Regions from separate parts of the Mus musculus genome. Here region 1 is linked to region 2. Evidence: chromatin contacts called from public HiChIP or PLAC-seq data. All regions are on one chromosome and are shown on one strand. Each heading gives the region's core, a stretch centred on a gene start, on an enhancer-like site or on the middle of the called end of the contact. The rest is flanking DNA. Distances are from core to core; before and after follow the strand shown. Region 1 overlaps Slc2a1 (solute carrier family 2 (facilitated glucose transporter), member 1). Region 2 has its middle 12 kb from the start of Gm12853.

Region 1 (5,856 bases), core at 1,581-4,080, 480 kb after region 2:
AGAAACATGTTGTAAGGCATCAGTAGAGGAGAGGAGAAAGCTAAGGAGGTAGGTTAGGCAGTCCTTAGGAGGCAGCTGTTGGGCAGGAGCCTGGGAGACTGGGGGGTAGGAGGTGGGGGCAAGCAAAGCTGGAATGGGTTTGTCTGATGTGGAGACTTCCTAGCTAGTAAGAAACGGTGGGAGGCCAGTGCTGGGGTGAAGGTGGCCAGACCTGCTGCTCGCTGTGTCTGAGGACAGGTAAACGAGTGAGTTGCATGTATGAGAGCAGCCATTCTCTCAATACTCATAAGAGACCTGTCCAAAAGGACAGGAGCCAGACTTGAGAATGACCGTGATGGAGTGACATTCCTGAGCCAAACGCAGCGGTGTTAGTCTGTCCATTTCTGCGCTTTGCAGACACTTCTCACAAGCCTGGCTGGGTTTTTCCATTTATCATGAGGAGAGGATGAAAGTAGCAAGGGTAGGACATGGACATGCGACCCAGCTAGTATAGTGCAGAGTGGACCCATTGCCCAAGGAAGGCGCCATTCAATTCTGCCAGCATTGGCAACCAACAAGCACTTACTTACCCAGCATCCCGCCTGTCAGACCCCGCCCTCTGCAGCAAGGAGATAGGGCTGCGAACTCAACACAGTCTCCTAAGGTCACCCCATCTAGAGGGGATGGTGGGGGAGACTTCTAGGAGGAGAGTGGGTGGGAATCTGTGATGGGTCGGTTCAGGACCCTCACATCCCCCATGTGTACTGAAATCTGGACAGTCAAGACCTCACAGGGAATGTAGCACAGCGCTGCCCGAGCCCGTGCACAGCCCTCCTCACACTGTGTCTTCCCACATCACCTGCATCAGAGACCAGGGAAGCCCTGTGGTCAGAAGTTGCTGGACTTGCTGCATTGTTTAGGGATTAAAGACAAAACAGTTTGTCCGTGGTCAGTACAGATGCAGTTCTCTTACAAATATTTGTGTTCCCCAGCCGGTCGAACCGATTTGAAAAGAGCAGAGGGTTAGGGGAGGGCAGCAGCAGAAAGACATGAGGATTTGGCAGCCCATTCATACCTGGAGGGGGAGAGTGATCCCGCAGCAAGGAGGTCAGATGCCTAGGCAAAAAGTGTCATGGAAGGGGCTCTCTGATGTGGACTCTGTCTATCCACACTGGGTACTTTTGTCTGTTCTGAGTACTTCTCTGAGGGAGTGAGGCTAGGTGGCCCATCTCTCAAAGCAGCTTTGCCCACAGTGAGAAGACATTCACTGGGAATTTGTTCTTTGCCATAAAACAGGCCTGAAAGGCTTCTGCCGGAAGCGGTAATTAATCATGATATTATCTTAAATGTTTATATTGCACCTGCCCTCAAATTACCTCCTCTCCCTGCACCTTGTAAACCTGGCACACAGACTAGACTGTCTTTCTTTCGTGGCTGAGGAAAGCAAGGTTGGCTGGCAAGTGAAGGGCTGAGCTGGGGTGGGAGGGGAGGAATAGGGGAGCCTGGCCACTGGGAGGCAGCAAGTGACAGTGACACCCAAATACCACCCTGGGCTGACCTACACTTGATGAGGGGTAGGACCAAGCACCCTGGAGAAAGGCATTTCTGGAACCCAGAGGCTGCTGGGAGGAGCCTGATGTTAGCTCAGCCCTTCTTATTTGACAAGGGAGGATCCTGGTGTGCAGAGGAAGTGAGGCCTTGCCCTAAGTGACCTGGCCTGGCCAGTGACAGAAATAACCTCAGTTGAGAACCTGCCTCCCACCCCTAGCCCAGCACCTCTGGGGCTGAGCTACTCTAAGCTCGAGACCAGCCTCTTATCTCTCTGGGGATGCCAACAGCCATAGTGCTGTCCACCACACAAACCCTTACAGCTTTCTTTTTCTCCTCTAGGTATTCTAAGTGCCTTAAAGGTGGTCCTTCAGTTGTTCTCATGATAACCTCGCTAAGTAGGCCCCATAACCTCCATTTTGTAAGAAAGAAGCACAGAGATGTGATGAAACTACACCAAGGACACACAGCTAGCACAGAGCAGAGCTGGAGTTTAAATCCAGGGGGTCTGGTTCTGTTGTATGCTCTGTGCTCAACCTTTGGGAGACAGGCACTGAGCAATGGGGGTGGATTTTCTCTTTCTCTTTCTCTTCTTCCCCTCTCTCTCCCTCTTACTGTCCCCCTTCCCCTCCCTCTCCCTCGTGTCCTTCCCTCTCCCTGCCTCTCCCTCTCCTTCCCTCTCCCTCTCCTTTCTTTCTTCCCCTACTTCTGTCCCTGGACCCTTGCTCACACTTGTTGCACTGCTGGCCCACTCCCACTGTGCTGAGCTCAGAGCTGAGTCAAGTCCGGTCATGTACAGATCTATCTCAAGAACTTCCCACACAATAGTTACGCAATTCCTCACGCCGTCACAGCCCGTCATTGCAAGCCCCCCCTTGTTCCCTGCACCCAGCAGCAGTGACACTCAAATCAGACCATGTTGAAGTCTGCTCTTGATCATAGTGTCTTCTAGTCAGCTGTTCAAAGACCGCAATAGAAACATGGACGGGCACAGTAGGGCAGAGGTGGCAGTTGGCCCTAATGATGTTTTTCAACCTTAGCACCACGGGTACTTTGCACTGGACAGCCCTTTGGTATTTATTGTGATGGGCTGTCCTGTATTCAGTAGTAGGATGCCAGCAGCCAGTGTGACCGCAGGCACTGTAGACATACTTTGATGGAGGAGGGGTGCTGGCCAGGGGAACTTCCCAGAGGGGAACTGCATTCCCTGAAAGGTGATCAAATAGAAGGAAAGAGCAGTCTGAGATGTGGGTGTTACTGTCTGCCCAGAGGATATGAGTCAGAGTGCTGCTGAAGAAACTCTTCATCCTGAGGGCTGAGGTGGCCCTGGCTGCTGGGCTGCCACAGTGAGGTGAAGCTCTCTCTGTGTCTGTGTGAGAAGCCCCTCCAGGCTGTAGAGCAGGGAAGGGACCCACTAGCCAGGGCAGAGAGGCCTGTCCTTGGTGAGGAAGAAGACCAATTCTAGACTCTGAAGCATCCTTCACTGCTGCTGCTGCTCTCAGCTTTAACCTGAGCCTCTTCCTTTAGGTTTCAGAGGGGGCTCTGGAGATGCAGCGGGTGGGACTGTCCAGCCCCACCTGCAACATCTGGCCCTGGGTTCATAGCTGACTCTCAGGTGTGGTTGCACTGTTATAGAGACATCTGAGCTCTGGGCTGAGCTGAGGGAAAGAGGTTCAGGGGCCTAGCAAAGATGAGAGGCTGGGAGTACGGGTCAAGACCAGACTGAGAGACAGCTGGACAATTTGACCCTTTCCTCCTTGTAAGAGAGAGGGAAGATGGTGGGCCTATAAGAAGGGCCATATCCCCACAGAACATGGGGGAAGAGCTGAGGGGATCACTCTGGGATGGGAGAGAAGATTCAGGCCCGGAAGCAGAATATCCAAGGATAGGTACTGGGAGGAGCCAGAGGTCCCCAAACACAGCTCTGCCGCAGTCTCAAATCCTGGGTCAGTTCAGCAGGGTGGCCAGGCTAGCCAGCACCCCATGTGGCCTGTAAGCCTTTCACATGTTGAAAGGGTTGAAAGAAAAGCAAGTGACAGAGGCTGTATGTGGCTTCAGACTTAGCCTTCCTATGAATGTTTCCTCACATGGCTCTGGGTCACTCACCCTTCCTGAGGTGGGGGAGCCACTTATCAAAAACCCAAGAGCCCAGGGCTTCTGCTCTCGGGGGCCACAGAACCTTAGGGTTTCTGAGTCAAGCCCTAGTTCCCTCAGGTTCTTCTTGCCCCATATAGCTTACATAGCCCCTGGCAATGTAAGCCGGGAACCCTATCTCAGTGCTCCCCTGTGGTTTAGGGTTTTTGGTTTTTGTTTTTAATTTTGATTGTTTTTGCTGCTCTGAGGCTTGAGCAGAGGTCCTGGTGTGCTAAGTGGTCACACCTTAGGTCACACCTTAGATCCCCTCCCTCTTGCTTCTCTCTGAAAGGTGGCTTCTCTCCTGGGGAGCACAAATGGCATCAATAACGCCTTATTCTGTGAGCAGGCTACGTGTTCTGCCTCACATCCCTTTACAGACACCACCCTGCCACCACAGAGAGGAAGTGCTCACTTCCTCTGTAGAGAGCAGGCATCGCACACACAGTTGCCTGGGTCTTAGGATTTCCAAGAAGCTCTTGGGCATGTGCAGGTCCCCCGCCTCACTAAGGGAACAGGTAGTGTGGAGTAGCTCTTTTTTGCAAGCTGTCCCAGCCCAGGGACCTCAGCTGCACAGAGCCAACGCACTTCCCATGAGTGTGGTCAAGGAAGCCCGAGTACCCTCTGCACTAACAGAGCATCTCTAAGATGTCAGCCCTCGTGACAGGCCAACTCCACAACAGATCTTTCAACTGATTAGCTCTTTCCCTATCTCATCAGCATGAACCCAGGAAGAAATGGTTTCACGTTTTATTTTTGTTTTGTTATTTTACATTTGGAGGGCGTTTTGCCTGCATACATGTCGGCACCACGTGCTCATGGAGGCTCAAAAAGAGCATGAGGTCCCTAGACTTGGGATTGCAGGTGGCTGTGAGCTGCCATTGGGTGCTGGGAACAGAATCTGCAAGAGATGTCAGGTTGCATCACAGCTCCAGCCCAGTGGTTCTACACTGTAAAAGGATTCTCTGAAAAGCAAGTGCGAGCCATGTGTGGCTCCAGCCCTTCCCAGGAGGCCTGTTGAACCCAGACTGTCGCCTCTAACTGGTCTAGGTCAGTTTGCTTCAGATGTTCCCTACAAGGAAGAGTGGAGGACTGTGCTAGTTCATTACCCATGTAAAGGCATTGCTTTGGGGGTGAAAGACTGCAACAGAACACAGAACACAGGAGGGACCTAGGACAGATGCCACACAGCACAGGAGACTGGTGGGAAGGCACATTCAGCAGACCTGGGACGTTTGGGTTGGGCACAGTGGCAGCGTCAGGGATAACATTTGGGCTTGTGATTGGCACAAGGGGTAGGACAGGCAGCTACCGCTGGGATCCTATGAGGGGAGTAGTCAGCAGGCATTCTGTCCCTGCAGGACACCTTTCTCCCAGATGGACACTGAGGGCAGTAGCTGGATGGAACAGGTGGCCCTAGAACTTTTCCCCCATAGAGAATTCTCTGGATTCTCTGGGGCTGCTCTGTCTTCCCTGAGCCAGTGTGAGCTTGGAGCCTCATGTGAACCTTACAGAAGGAGTCTCAGAGCAGCAGGACTGGAAAGCCAGGCTCAGACAGTATTCCTGATTCTGATAGGAAGCCCACTGCTCAGCCTCTGCTGTCCCTGAGCCTGGGTGGGACCGCTGTTACAGTATAGGAAGCTGGTGCCCGTGCTGCCCGGCAGAGGACTCGGCAACAGAGAGGAAGGAGCGGGAGAGTGAGCTTTGGCTCACTGCTGACAACCCAGGCCAGCAGCTTCCCTGCATGTGGGTGGGAGAGGTTGGGAGCACCTTATCACTTCGCTGCTTCTGTGAGGAAAGCTAAAGACCTGAGCTGGAGGAAGAGAGAGAGGCTCAGTGCTCGCCCTTAAGTTCATGCAGGCAGCTTCTCTTCAGTCTTAGCTGACTTACTCTGCACAGATCTACCATTTGCACACAGTTCAAGTAAGCTCCATTAGCCAGTTTCAAAAAAGTATTTTTTAATCAATTGCGATGGCATATGCCTTTAGTCCCAAGTACTTGGGAGGCAGGGGCAAGCAGATCTCTGAGTTCAAGGACAGCCTGGTGTCTGTATAGAGAATTTCAGTACAGCCAGTGCTACATAGAGAGACCCTATCTCAAAAATTTTTTATGTGTATGAGTGTTTTGCCTACAGGGAAAGGCCCCCATTACCGTTCAATTCTGCTTGTGGGTCTATTTGGTCACCCTGTACAACCA
Region 2 (6,184 bases), core at 3,603-6,102:
TTTTATGTGTATGGATGTTTTGCCTGCTCGCATGTCTGGGCACCATTGCATGCAGTACCTGTAGTAGCCAGAAGAGGGCATCCGATCTCCTGGAGCTGGAGAGGGTTGTGTTTGCTGAGAACTAGACTCCAGACTCTGCAAGAGCAATCAGTGCTCTTAGCCACTGAGTTGTCTCTCCAGTTCCATTTTGGGTATGTTTATATGCTTAACAACATATTTAGAGTCAGCTCACCAAGTTCCATAGATGAAAGTTGGAGGCTTAAGAGTGACTTGGGATTAATCCACTTGCAGAGGTGACATCACTGTAGAGCGGAAGCCCCTCATTCAGATGCCTGCTGGACTCACCTCCTAAGTAAAGTTTATACAGCTCTTCGTTTACACCTTAAATGAGCTTAATTCTCTCTATCAGGGAGTTTATTTCTATAAATAATGTATATTCTGTATCTATTATTGTTATTATTATTATTATTATTATTATTATTATTGAGACAGGGTTTCTCTGTATAGCCCTGGCTGTCCTGGAACTCACTTTGTAGACCAAGTTGGCCTCGAACTCAGAAATCCGCCTGCCTCTGCCTCCCGAGTGCTGGGATTAAAGGCATGTGCCACCATGCCTTTCTGTAGCTATTATTGATGGTAATCTGTTTATCCATTGTACTGACAGTACAAAGATATTTTAGATATTTTCCTCTTCATCTTGTATATGGTTTTATCTCTTAAATAGCATTTTACTTTTTTTGGTTTTTGAAACATTTTCATATGTAGCCCTGAGTGGTCTGGAACTCACTTTGTAGACCAGGGTGATCTTGAACTTACAGGGATCCAACTGTCTCTGCTTCCCAAATGCTGACATCAAAGGCTTGTGTTACCACACGCTTCCTTAAATCTACTAATGTACTATGTTACATAAAATGCTTTCTAATTTGGAATCTTTTTCTCATTTACTGGGTAAGTTATTCTTGGGTATGTTATATTGTTATTTTAACAGGTGGCTAGATTTCAGTAAATACTTTACAAAGGATACTTACATCCAGTATTTGTGCCTAAGATTACCTTTAATTCTGCATATGGGTGTGTGTCTGCGTGTATGTGATGTGCACATGGGTGCAGGTACCAATGGAGACCAGAAGCATCCGATATCCCCTGGAGCTGGAATTACTAGGCCACCTGATGTGGCAGCTGGAAACGGAACGGGTTCATTGTAAGAGAAAAACATTCTCTTAATCACTAGACCATCTCTCTAGGCCCTGGATCTGGTATTTGTGAGAGAAAGTTGGCCTTAAACCTTCATGTTTTGTGGTATCTTTGCCCAGTTATACCAACCTTATGCCAGAAAAGCATCAGCAGCTATCTTTCCCGTGTTCTGGACTAGTTGGTTAGTGTGGGAAAACTTGTTCCTTATCTGAGCCCTAAGACTCATTTTATTATGATTAATTGTGTCCAGATTCCGCCCCACCATTGGAGTGGGGGACACTCCGTTGGGGAGGCAGAAAGTGGGGAGCTTGACTGTGGTTATCCCACGCTGCCACGGTCAGGTGCTGGGCTCTAGGGAAGCACAGAGACACTGCTCAGGGGGTGGGGAAACGTAGTCTGAGATGGGGTGGAGGAAGATGGGGTTCTCTGACTCCCGGGAATCTAGTCACTAGAAAACTGCACAGAGAAGTCGGGAACGAAGTGTTGGGGTCCATGGGCCTGAGACGAGGCTGGGACCATTGGGGTCCTGTGGGCTGAGGATGGCACCTAGCCCGGGGCTGGGGGAGATGAGAGCTCCGGCTTCGTTTATCAGTGATTGTCCTTAGCTTGGCAGTGGTTGTCTGGAAGCACATAGAGAGGCCTTCTACAGGAGACTTAGGCTGCGGCTCCGTAGGCAAAGGCCATCTCCATGCTCCCCACAGCGGCTCTCGATGAAAGAGGCCGTCCATGTTTATCATTCTGTTTATTGAGTGTTCATCATGGAAAATGGATCCATTCCAACTTCTCAGGGTGGGCCAGAGGTTAATACCTTTTATAGGTTGGAATGTCCAGGAAGGGAAGCCTATTGGTTAAACCCTCAAGGTCTCTAGGTACCTCATTAGCATGGAACACTCTGTTTTGGGCTACGTGAGCTACATGGGGAGTATGGACACATGTTGTAGGCCAGGAATCTGGCAGGGAACAGGGAGCTGCCTACAGTCTTAGGTGGATGTCCACGTGCCAGGGACTTAGACCTTCTCTGCCTTACCAGGTTTCCTGGTAAGGTCCATTGTCCCACAATTAATTAATTAATTAATTAGTTAATTAATTAATGTTTTGGTTTGTTTTTCACAATGAAATATTTTTATAATTAATTAATTAATTAACTTAATATTCTAACTGCAGTTTCCCCTCTTTTCTCTTCTCTCAGTATTCCCCCACATCCCCTCCATCCCCATCCACTCCTGTCTTTCTCCTCAGAGAAGGGGAGGGCTCCCTTGGACCTCAACCCACCTTGGCCTATAAAGTTGCAGTAAGATTAGATGCATCTTCGCCTATGGAGGCTCAACAAGGAAGTGTGGTAGGGCAAAGGGTTCCAAAGGCAACAGAGTCAGAGACAGCCCCTGCTCCCACTGTGGCATGGTTTTCCCAGACAAGCTCTTAACTAACTATGTAGCCCTGGTTGGCCGGAAACTATGTAGACCAGGCTGGCGGCAAACTCACAGAGATCTGCCTCTGTCTGCCTCCCTTAGTGCTGGGATTAAGGGTGTGAAGCACCACTCCCAGCACAGATTAAGTTTTAAGGAGCGTCTCACCGTGCGGTGCAGGCTGACTTGAAAATTGTGTTTCTGCCCCTGCTCTGGAGAGCCTCTGCCTGACCCTGCTTCACTTCTAGGGCTTTTTTGAAATGTGGGCGCCTGGCTGACTCTTTAGTCTCTTCTCCACTGACTTTGGCTTTTAACATCTTGGGAAAATTTGTCCAGTTAAATTTTCTTTTTTGAAAAATCATGCATTTTATCTATATGTTCAAAATTTCTGATTTAAAATTTATATAGTAGTTTCTCAAAATGACAAGTGTCCCTAGTCTCTGTCATTTTCCCCTCCCTGGAATGTATTACTTGCCAATTGCTTATACCTTTGGATATACTGGTGTTAAAAAACAACAACAACAACAACAACAACAACAACATCTAACCCTTTCTAATGTTTCATTAATTTATGCACTTACTCTTATTGTTTTTATTTTGCTTGTTATCTATTTAATTGCTTTCACATAGTTTTAAAAGATTTATTTATTTTATTATCTTATGTCTATGAATGAATTCTTGTCTGCACTTCACCAATGCACAGTGCCCAAGGAGGTCAGAGGAGGACATAAACTCCCCTGAGGCTGGAGCTACAGACCGTTGTGAGCTGCCCTGTGGGTACTGGGGATTGAACAGGGGTCCCCTGCAAGAGCAGCCAGTGCTCTTAACTGCTGAGACATGTCTTCAATGGTTTTATGTAATTTTTATTAAGTTGAAGCTTGCAGCATTAATTTTACTAAAAGTGTTGTTTTCAAGTAAATGTATATCTTTGGCTATATTCTACCTCTTTTGGATATAGACTAGGTCTTTTGTTTATTATTTGTTGCTATATAGTTTATAATTTCCATATTGATTTAATTCCAAGGGTAATGTAAATGGTTTTAAATCTTCTAAGCATATGTTTTACTTGATTACATGCTACTTTGTATGTGTGTGTGTGTGTGTACGTATGTATGTATGTATGTGCCTGTGAACATGTGCTGGTAACTGAACCATGATGAAATCCACAGAGCTTGACACAGCAGGCTGTTCCTCCAGCCTCTAGCCTATACACTGATATTCTCCTTGTCTTTCAAGACAGATATTAACAATGGATTGTTACTTTTCTGTGCCTCCTGTTGGGCTGTATATGTGGTGCCTTCCCTTAGTTTTAAGGTCTTCTAGCTGTTGTGGATCTTCCTTCCTTCCTTCCTTCCTTCCTTCCTTCCTTCCTTCCTTCCTTCCTTCCTCCCTTCCTTCCTTCCCCTCCTCTCTTTCTTTTTTAAAGATTTATTTATTTATTTAATGTATATGAGTACACTGTAGCTGTACAGATGGTTGCGAGCCTTCACGTGGTTGTTGGGAATTGAATTTAGGACTTCTGCTTGCTCTGGTCAACCCCGCTCGCTCCGGCCCAAAGATTTATTTATTATTATGAATAAGTACACTGTTACATTGTAGCTGTCTTCAGACACACCAGGAGAGGGCATCAGATGTCATTAGGGATGGTTGTGAGCCACCATGTGGTTGCTGGAATTTGAACTCAGAACCTTTGGAAGAGCAGTCAGTGCTCTTACCCACTGAGCCATCTCACCAGCCACAGTTATTTTTTCATTAATGTATTCATTTACTTTACATCCCAATATTAGCCCCCCTCTCTGCCAAGTCCCTCCCTCCCCCTCCCCTTAATGCTACTTTCCCCCTTATTCCCCTCCCCTTCTCCTCTGAGAAGGGTGAGTCTCTCCCCTGGGTGCCAACCTACTTTGACACATCAAGTCACTGCCGAATTAGGCACATCTTCTCCCACTGAGGTCAGACAAGGCAGCCCAGTTAGGGGAACAGGATCCACAGGCAGGCCACAGAGTCAGGGACTGCTCCTGCTCCGCACATCTGCTCCATATGTGCAGGACGGTGTGTGTGTGTGTGTGTGTGTGTGTGTGTGTGTGTGTCTGTGTGTGTGTGTGTGTGTGTGTGTGTGTGTGTGAGGGGAGTGGAGGTGGGGGGCCGAAGGGGGGATTGTAGGTCCAGCTCATGCTCATTCTTTGGTTGGTGGTTCCTTTGTCTCCCTGATATACAGAGAAACACCCACCCAGCTGCTGATCTGTGGCAATGGAAACCAAGAAGTTGCACTTATTTCCAGGAGAGAACCTCAGTAGCACAATTTCATCACTCCTTGTCCTGTCATCTCAATTCAGAAGCATTTCATTTAACTGTCATTTTGAAGTGCCGTGTAATTTTAACTCATGCACAAATGCATAAGAATTGTACATAAAAATGGGTGTCATGTGTTGTTTTGATACTATGTATCTACTTTGAAATACTTAAATCAGGTTAAACATGTTTACCTCCTCCTCATCTGTTATTTCTTCAGGGTGAACTTTCAATATGTTCCTGCTAGAGGGCTGAGGCACACAGGGCGCAGCTGTTCTCTATAGAGTGGTTACTCAATGATGCAACACCACCCAAAGCATCTAAATTGCATTTGACTGTAACATTGTATTCACTGGCCAGCTGTACCCCAGACTCCCCTATCTTCTACTCTCAGCTTTGTAACAGAATTCCTCTTCCTGCCTCCATGGTTACCTTCCCAGGACTGCACATGTGAGCCAATTCATGCACACACTTGTCTTTCTCTGCCTGGTATATTTTCTTCATTTCATTAGTTCTATTCATTTTGACACAAATGATAGATTTCATCCTTTTTATGACACTGATGTTGCATAATGCATAGAAAACATGGTTCCCCCACCCCCATTTGTCCACTAGTTGATAGACACTTAGGTTGCTTGTGGATTCTTGGCAACTGTGAACAGCTCTACAGTCATCATTGAAGTACATAGTGTTTTTTATTTCCATTTGTTATATATCCAGTAGAGGGGTTGACTGATCATATGATACCTGTATTCTGAACTTGTGGAGGGGTCTCAATACTCTTGACTACAGTGGCTGCCCTAACTTTCCAATCCCATCAGTAGTGTGAAGGAGTTCCCTGTCCTCTAGATTCTCATCAGGGTGTGTGTCTGTAGTCCTGTGATAGCATTCATTCTTACTGAGGTGAGGTGATATCAAACTGTGGTTTTGATTTGCATCTCCCTGATGAAGAGTGAGAGGTTTCAAGCATTTTAAAAATGACTCTAGGCCATTGTAATGACTGTTCCTGGCTGTCAACTTGCCTCTATCTGGAATGAACTACAACCAGAATTGGAAGGTACACCTATAGTCCAGATCTTGAGACTGGAAGACGCAAGTTTCTGAACTGGATATTAGCATGGAGATCTTGAAAAGCTTAGACCCAGGCAAGATAGTCACACCTTTAATTCCAGGAGACTGAGGCAAGGAGATCTTTGACTCCATAGTTAGCCTGGGACAAAGCCTGGGACAAAGCAAGTCCCAGATCCAGGTGTGGTGACACACACCTTTAATCTTGGCCACATCTTCTGCTGGAT

Evidence for each region. HiChIP or PLAC-seq counts read pairs in DNA pulled down with a chosen protein or histone mark.
Region 1: a contact with region 2 is called in an H3K27ac HiChIP or PLAC-seq map of acute myeloid leukemia, with 5 times the contacts expected there. The contact joins two enhancer-like sites. A contact is called at or near these places in 2 of 39 promoter capture datasets (cranial neural crest and epiblast stem cells) and 7 of 115 datasets of contacts at active chromatin or transcription factors (acute myeloid leukemia, astrocytes, bone marrow-derived dendritic cells and 4 more).

The regions. Positions count from the first base shown.
Region 1 is chr4:119,123,346-119,129,201 of GRCm38.p6, forward strand. All of the region lies in intron 2 of Slc2a1 (solute carrier family 2 (facilitated glucose transporter), member 1), which reads left to right. Among named protein-coding and RNA genes, the nearest start is that of Gm12867, 5.9 kb to the right of the region's middle. Within about 2 kb of position 2,831, at least 233 of the 459 cell types and tissues checked have an H3K27ac peak or open chromatin away from gene starts, as enhancers often do. A contact at or near this core is called in acute myeloid leukemia, where this site is marked.
Region 2 is chr4:118,645,354-118,651,537 of GRCm38.p6, forward strand. No RefSeq gene overlaps it. Among named protein-coding and RNA genes, the nearest start is that of Gm12853, 12 kb to the left of the region's middle. Within about 2 kb of position 4,853, at least 2 of the 459 cell types and tissues checked have an H3K27ac peak or open chromatin away from gene starts, as enhancers often do. A contact at or near this core is called in acute myeloid leukemia, where this site is marked.